Regions from separate parts of the Pan troglodytes genome. Here region 1 is linked to region 2. Evidence: chromatin contacts called from public Hi-C data. All regions are on one chromosome and are shown on one strand. Each heading gives the region's core, a stretch centred on a gene start, on an enhancer-like site or on the middle of the called end of the contact. The rest is flanking DNA. Distances are from core to core; before and after follow the strand shown. Region 1 holds the start of VLDLR (very low density lipoprotein receptor). Region 2 overlaps PUM3 (pumilio RNA binding family member 3).

Region 1 (3,642 bases), core at 780-3,279, 190 kb after region 2:
GGCCCCAAGTGGGAACGTGGCTGACGACCAGGCAGGGCCCCCAGGCCCCTGCGGCAGACTCTAGGGACCCGACAGTAGTCACCAGCGCCCTTCCCAACAAGACAGGGCCACACACTCGCTCTCGCGCTGCTCCTTTGATCTATTGTTTAGAACGAAGGCTAATTACAGTCACTAGCCTAGGACTCAATTCCTCTCGAGGAAACGTCACCGGGAAGGAGGATCAGCAAACTAACCTGATGAAGTCTTCCTTCCACTCCCCCTGCGCGTTCAGCTACACGAGAGACCCGAGAGGTTTCCAAATGCCGCCCGAGGCGTGCAAAAGGGAGAGCAGAAGCACCCAGAGGAGAGTCCTGCGTAAAGCCCCGCTCCTCCCCTACCCCGCACGCCGGAGAGGCGGCCCCGCGCCGGGGGAGTCGCGGTCTGGGTGCGCGGGCTGCGCACTGCCCTCGGCTCCGCGGGGCCTCCCGGCTGCCGCCCACCGAACGTGCCCAGCTCACGGCCGCCGGAAGGCTCTGCACCCCGGCCGGCACCTGCGCTCCGCGTCCCCGGAGGCGCTCACCTTCTCCCACCGTCCGCTCCCACACTCCCTGAGCTTCGAGGGGTGCGCCCGAGGCTGCCGCACACGTCTTGGCCCTCTGCCTCCTTCCTAACCCTCCGCCTGGCAGAGGCGGCAGAACCATTGTTCAGTGCTCAGAAGCCGACATACCTCAGCCCCTGTCAAGAGGGCGAGAAACGAGGCAAAGCAGCGGCTTTGGGGCAGGCGGTGTGACGGATCGAAGACTAGTTCGGGCGAGGCGTCAGGACACCCCGAACCCCACTGTTCCCCAAGCCCGGCTCCCTTTAGCCTCGGCGCTGACAGCTCAGAGGCGCCACCACGGAGGGGAGGGAGAGAAGGCGAGGAGAACCGAGAGGCGCCTCCTAGGAGGCGGGTGGGCAAACGGAGACCTGCGCCTCGGGGTCTCCCGGCGCCCCGGCTGGGTCCCGCCCGCCGGCCGAGGGGCGCGTCCTCACTCACCGGTTCCGGTGGCGCCGCTCTCCCGGGGCGCCCAGCACAGCGCGAGCAGCAGCCAGAGCGCCCAGAGCGCGGACGTGCCCATGGTGCCCGCCTGGATGGTGCCGCCGCCGCCGTTCGCTCCGCACAACAAGTTACCAGCCCTTCCGAAAGGAGGAAGAAGGTGGGGGCGGGGAGGGGAAAGGGGGAGAAGGAGGGGGAAGGAGTTGGGGGGGGAAGGGAGCGGGGAAGAAGAGGGCACCCCCTCCCCTACAACTTGCACAATCTCCTCCCCACCAACCCACCCACCCACCCACCCACCTCCCCGGGCTGCAGCAGCAGTGCAAGCCGAGCCTGCGGGCAGAAAATAATGCAGGCGCTGCAGAGGAGGGGAGGCAAGGGGAGAGGAGGGAAGGGAGAGGGGGTGGGGAGCCGAGAGCAGAAGAGAGGACAGAACAGAGAGGAGCCGGTAGCGGAGCACCCACAGCGGCGGCGGCTGGAGAGCGGGGTGAGGAGCGGGGAGGGGGCGGGAGGGGGAGTGGTCAACGGGAGGCGCGGCGGGCGGGCGGGAGCGCGGCGGCTTCAGCCCTCCTTTCCCTCGACGCGCTCCTCTTACACGCGCCGGGCAGCCGGGTGCCCGCGCGGGGAGTGTGCGAGTGTGAGCGCGCGTGAGTGACCGTGGTCGTGGCCGCGGCCGCCGCCACCCGGACTGCTCTAGGGGCCCGGCTGCTCCGCGCTTTGGCCTGGCGCTCACGGGGGCCCGGGGCGGCCGCTGGTTGGCTCGCGCACCGCCCTCGCCTCCAATCCCCGGTGCCTGCCCTAATTTCCTGATCCAGGGAACCTGCCGCCGCAGCAGCTGTGCGCTCCCTACAGTCATTACTGTACCCTCCCGGCAGCCTCCAGCAGAACATGCAGCAGCAGCAGCAGTTAGCGCTGATGCAACTATCGTTGCTATTGCCACCGCCTCCCCACTAACGGGGCGTGCACCTGGGGGGTACTTGCAGTTTCCAGGGGCAACAAGCATCTCTCTACCACCCTCTCCTGCGCCCCTGAGAGAGGCTGGTAGGTAGCATCTCCTTCGGGCCTCCTCTATCCACTCAGAAAGTGATGAAGCGGAGGGGCTCCAAACGTTTGGGCTGCTCAAATGTGGGGTTTGGGATGCCGGTCTCAATCGCACGCTGAGATGCCATTTTGCTAAAAACTAAATGTGTCTTTAAGTGAGAGAGTGTGTGTGTTTGAAAGAGAGTGCGCGCGGTTGTGGCTGGTGCTCTGTAATAGAACAAGACTGAAATAACCCAGCCTGGGATGAGGAGAAGGGAAATTGCTAGCGCAGCTTTGCATTTGCTCATCAACGATTATAGTTAATTGCTAATTGCACAAAATGATAGTTTGAGGGCCTGTAATTAAAAGCTTAACCTTTTCTTGTTTGGAAGAGAGGGGCCCCATACGTTTATTCCTCTTGATATACTTTGTAACATTCAATTACAAGAATCGAGGAAAGAATAAAGGAAGCAAAGACAAGACTCCTAGAAAGGGTTGATTCTTCTTTTGTGCCTGACAGTACCTGAGTCTATAATTTGCTTTCTGTGTACTTCAGTTTTCTTGCACACTTAGCCCTGGTTGAGGTGCATCGTCTGCTGTGGTCTGTTAAGCATCTAACCGGAGTGGGAGGGCACATCGAGCGCTTTCACTCTCTTAAATAAAAGGTTTTTGGTATTTTTAAAAAGTTGTTTTTATCTTAATTCAAACTTGGAAGGTTTCAATAATATCATATTCTGACTCTATTCTGTTGGTGATCTGAAGAGCAGCGGGCACTGCCTCACTGTCTTCTCCTTGCCCTGCTTCTCCTGGAAATTTGTTAAGGCTAGCAATCAGAGGAGATGTTTATTAGGAACTTAGTATATCCAGGAGACACACAGGAGAGGAAAATTCCAGTCAGGATAGGTTTCCGTGGGCCAAAGATATCCTGATTGTGACTGCTAAGCATGAAAGGGCTTAACTCTACGTATGGATGGGATCTTGCACTATAGCTCATTTTGAATGCTATTTTGCCCACCCTGTGGTTACATAGTTGATACAAACTGCAGCAGCCACACAGGTTGCATGTGAAACAACTAAAATTTATTTGTATGACATTTAGTAGTGAAGATGCATGCCGGTGTTATTCACCTAATGGCATTGAGATGTGACACGAAAACCTTACTGCATGATGTCTTTCATATTCTCAGGGTTCTGAAATGCCATCTGATGAGCTATTGCTTTACAGAAGAGGAAAGGAGTAGAAGGGATGGGTGGAATCAATACAAAAAGAGGCAGCATTAATAAACAGTCATATGATTTGTTTTTAATACTTTACTCAGATATAGGTATACTACAAGCTATACATTGTTATGGTATAATAAGACTTAACTTTGAAAAACGTGTGTGAGTACTTTCTAATTCTCCAAGGGATATAAATAAACTTTCAGTGAACTTAGCTGCAGCTCTGTATTCAATCCTGTAGCTTTTTTGTTGACTCAAAAGAAAGCATAACTTTTGGCTCCATCTCTGATTGACTGTGTAACTTGGGAAAAATCACTGTGCCTCTCTGTGTCTGCCTTTTGGCCTGTAAACTGAAAAGAAAGCCAACCCACATTATATCAAAGTGCTCC
Region 2 (3,170 bases), core at 91-2,590:
AATTTGCTTATGAATGAAATCATTGCCAAGTATTGAGTGCCCAAGGTGCTTCTGACACCTGAGACTGGGGAAGAGAAGTGGGCCATGGATCTTAGAGAAGCCCTGGCTCCTGACCATAATAACAAATGGGAAAGATGAATGTACCTTGAAAGTTTCTCTATAAGGAGACTGAGCCGGTTGCCTCCCATACTTGCTAAGGAGTAGCCCAAATAACTGGGAACGCTTGGTATTGCTCTTGAAGAGGAGTAAGGTTGAGCTGAAAAGATGCTTTCTTGATTCGCTCATCAGGTAATCCCCTTAGGTGGTCATGTGTACTTAAACAGCATGCAGCATTGGGTTTTGATGTTTGTGCTATAGTGTTCTGTCCTGTAGGTTTATTTGTGTCTGAGAATGACATATTTCAATCCAAGACGTGATTAGCATTAAGATGAGCCTTGTGCTGCTACTGTTCAGAGCAGATTTCATGAAGCTGAGACTGAAGCACTGTGCAGTGGCTGTGTTATCTGGCATAACTGTCTTTCAGTCTGGGGATTAGAATAGATCTGTGGTCCCCCCAGGTATGATGGTTGTCCTAGATAAAGACCTCTTAAGCCTGTGGAACTTTAAAAGTGGCTGAGTCCTTATCTGTATGTGGTGGCATAAATTGTATGTATTCGTTCAAATGTATTTGCATGAATGAAAACAACTTTTAAAATGAACTGTTCTTGACCCTTCATAGCTTCACATTGCAGAACATCCTGCAGGACATCTAGTTCTGAAGTGGTTAATAGAGCAAGATAAAAAGATGAAAGAAAATGGGAGAGAAGGTAGGCTATGAAATTTGACCTTTTCTTGTATCTCATGTGGAATTCCAGTAACTCCTGGCATCCCTGAACTTTATACCAGCCATTTAAGCTCAAATGAAGTTTGTCAAGTGTCTAGAAATGGTGTCTGTGAATAAGAAATGATTCAGTGGTTGCTGGTAATGCTTTTTCCCCTAGAAATATTTGTGCCTGAGAACTCTTTTAATTTTCTTTTTTCCACCGACCCCTCACTCTCTCTGTTTTCCTTCCTGTGCTGCTGCAGGCTTCTAACCTGGCTTGGTCAATGCCTTAAAATGCCATTCTAATGAGGATGGTGAGAGGGGTAGGGGGCCCCAATTGTTGAGTATCATTACCTCAGTAGAAAGGCATGACATTTATCTCTATGTTTGAAGAAAGAATAAGCAGAAGAAGATTATCCTCGTAAGAGAGTTTTGGACTAGTGCCTGTTTATTTGGCATTGAAATACATGTGACCAAAGAGTAAGCCAGTCTTTGGCGCTTTCTGGTTTTTTGTAAGCCTTACAGCTGCTCTGTAGAAACTCAGCTCTCTAGAGAAGGACAGCATTAGCATTTGCATGCCATTCCCCTCTCAGTCCTATCTCCAACCAGACCTTCACTTACAAAATCCAAATTCCATCTGGTATTTAAACCACTGGAGAGATTTTTTTCCCCTACTGAGTTAAAACAGTTTGGGCTTTTCATTACAATGTCTGGAAAAAAGTGACAGATCATGAATTCATGTCTTGCGGCAAGTGGCAGCTCTAATGGCTAGTGAGGCAATCAGTATAGCAGTAGAGCTGTCACTTCTCACTTTACCTTTAAGAATGGGGACCTGGGGCTATTTTTCACTAAATTTTTTTGTAAAAGAGAAGCCTTGTGATAAATATTAAAGAAAAAAATAACATATGGAATAAACTTTTTCATTATTAAAAAGTTGATGTATAGTTGAGTTTATGCCAGAAAAGTAGTCTGGCTTAATGTCCAGTGGTTTTTCTCCCTCTTAATTAAAATGTGCTGACACCCCTAAAATCTGCCTGTTTGGGTCTGATGTGTTTGTCTTGTCGTATTCAGCACCAAATGAGTTTGTCCTCCTGCACGTCTAGCTGTTTTGATTCTCTTTTACTGGATAGTAGCCACCTTAAAACTTAGTAGTTTTCAAAACAATGACTTGATCAGGGTCTGGTGGAGCTTGCCACTCTATGCTCAGAGTCAGAGTCATCTAGGGCTGCTCAGTTTGTGGTTGGAGTGTCCACTTTTCGCTTAACTCACTCACATGGCTGGCAAGTGAGTACTGACTGTTGGCTGGGGACCAACAGCCTCAGTTTCCCTTTCTAGGCTGCTTGGGCTCCTTCACGAGATGGTGATTGCTTTTTTAAGAGTGAGCATCCCAAGAGAACAAAGTAAATGTGTGGCACTTCCATGATTTATCCTTAGCAGTCATTTAATGCCACTTTCATCATACTGTCTTGGTCAAGTCAATCACAGAGGCCCACTGTGATTCAAAAGAAGACATGGATTCCCCCTATAGATGGGGGAGTGGCTGCATTCTAGAAGAGCACACAGGACAGGAGATATTATTGTGGTCCGCTTTGGAAAACAATTTGCCTCACTAGCTGAACTCTGTCCCTCTTTAGCAGGTACCATGAAAGGCTGAATAGCCATAGGCCTCTTGGCTTTTAAAGAGTCCTTACATTCAGGTATCTTTGAATGAATTATATAGTACATACTACCTGACTATGATGTTTGCCTTCAAGATAGGTTGTCCCTACCTCCATCTGCACTAAATCTTAGCTATCGGAATTTCTCCTTTGTCCAAGCATTAATTGCAAAGTGAAAAAGATAATACCAAGACCTTGGGAATCAAATACTAGACTAACGGGAGACAAATGATATTTTTGATTTGTGAGTATGTAAGCGTTGTAAAGAGAAATGCCAAGTTTAAGCTAGAACAGTCATTTATCAACCACTGTTGAACACGTGAACACTGTGTTATGTTCATGGCACCTTCTGAGTGAGCATTTCTCCATGAGGAAGAACTTGATTTCAACCAAGCATGAGGTGCTACTGTGAAACATTTATTTCCTGAATAGCTTTCAGGTCAAAGTTAAATCATTAAATAATACAAAGAAATGCAGACATAACCAAGTGAGTGTTTTATTAGAATTCATAGTTTATCTTGAGTAATTACTGCTAAACATAGCTTAGGTTTTGAATCAGAGTTAAAAGAAATGGCTCTTTTAGAAATGCATTAGATAAACCTGCACTGGAATTTTTTGTGTTAAAAGGGAGATTGGGTGAAAGCTACTTTTGTTAGCTTTTTTATTTAAAAATATTTGCAGATTTAAGGGCAGTAGAGAAGGGGGTAGGG

The links. A called contact is a pair of places that touch in the nucleus more often than the background predicts.
Region 1: a contact with region 2 is called in a Hi-C map of stem cell-derived neural progenitor cells, with 2.4 times the contacts expected there. The contact joins the promoter of VLDLR here to the enhancer-like site in region 2. A contact is called at or near these places in 1 of 7 Hi-C or Micro-C datasets (stem cell-derived neural progenitor cells) and 1 of 1 datasets of contacts at active chromatin or transcription factors (stem cell-derived excitatory neurons).

What each region holds. Positions count from the first base shown.
Region 1 is chr11:113,309,034-113,312,675 of NHGRI_mPanTro3-v2.0_pri, forward strand. It overlaps VLDLR (very low density lipoprotein receptor), which reads right to left and starts at 2,030. Exons shown (of 18, transcript XM_063788009.1): 1 at 1,016-2,030. The coding sequence starts at 2,015.
Region 2 is chr11:113,119,466-113,122,635 of NHGRI_mPanTro3-v2.0_pri, forward strand. It overlaps PUM3 (pumilio RNA binding family member 3), which reads left to right. Exons shown (of 18, transcript XM_009456263.4): 16 at 719-806. Among named protein-coding and RNA genes, the nearest start is that of PUM3, 34 kb to the left of the region's middle. Within about 2 kb of position 1,341, at least 5 of the 24 cell types and tissues checked have an H3K27ac peak or open chromatin away from gene starts, as enhancers often do. A contact at or near this core is called in stem cell-derived neural progenitor cells, where this site is marked.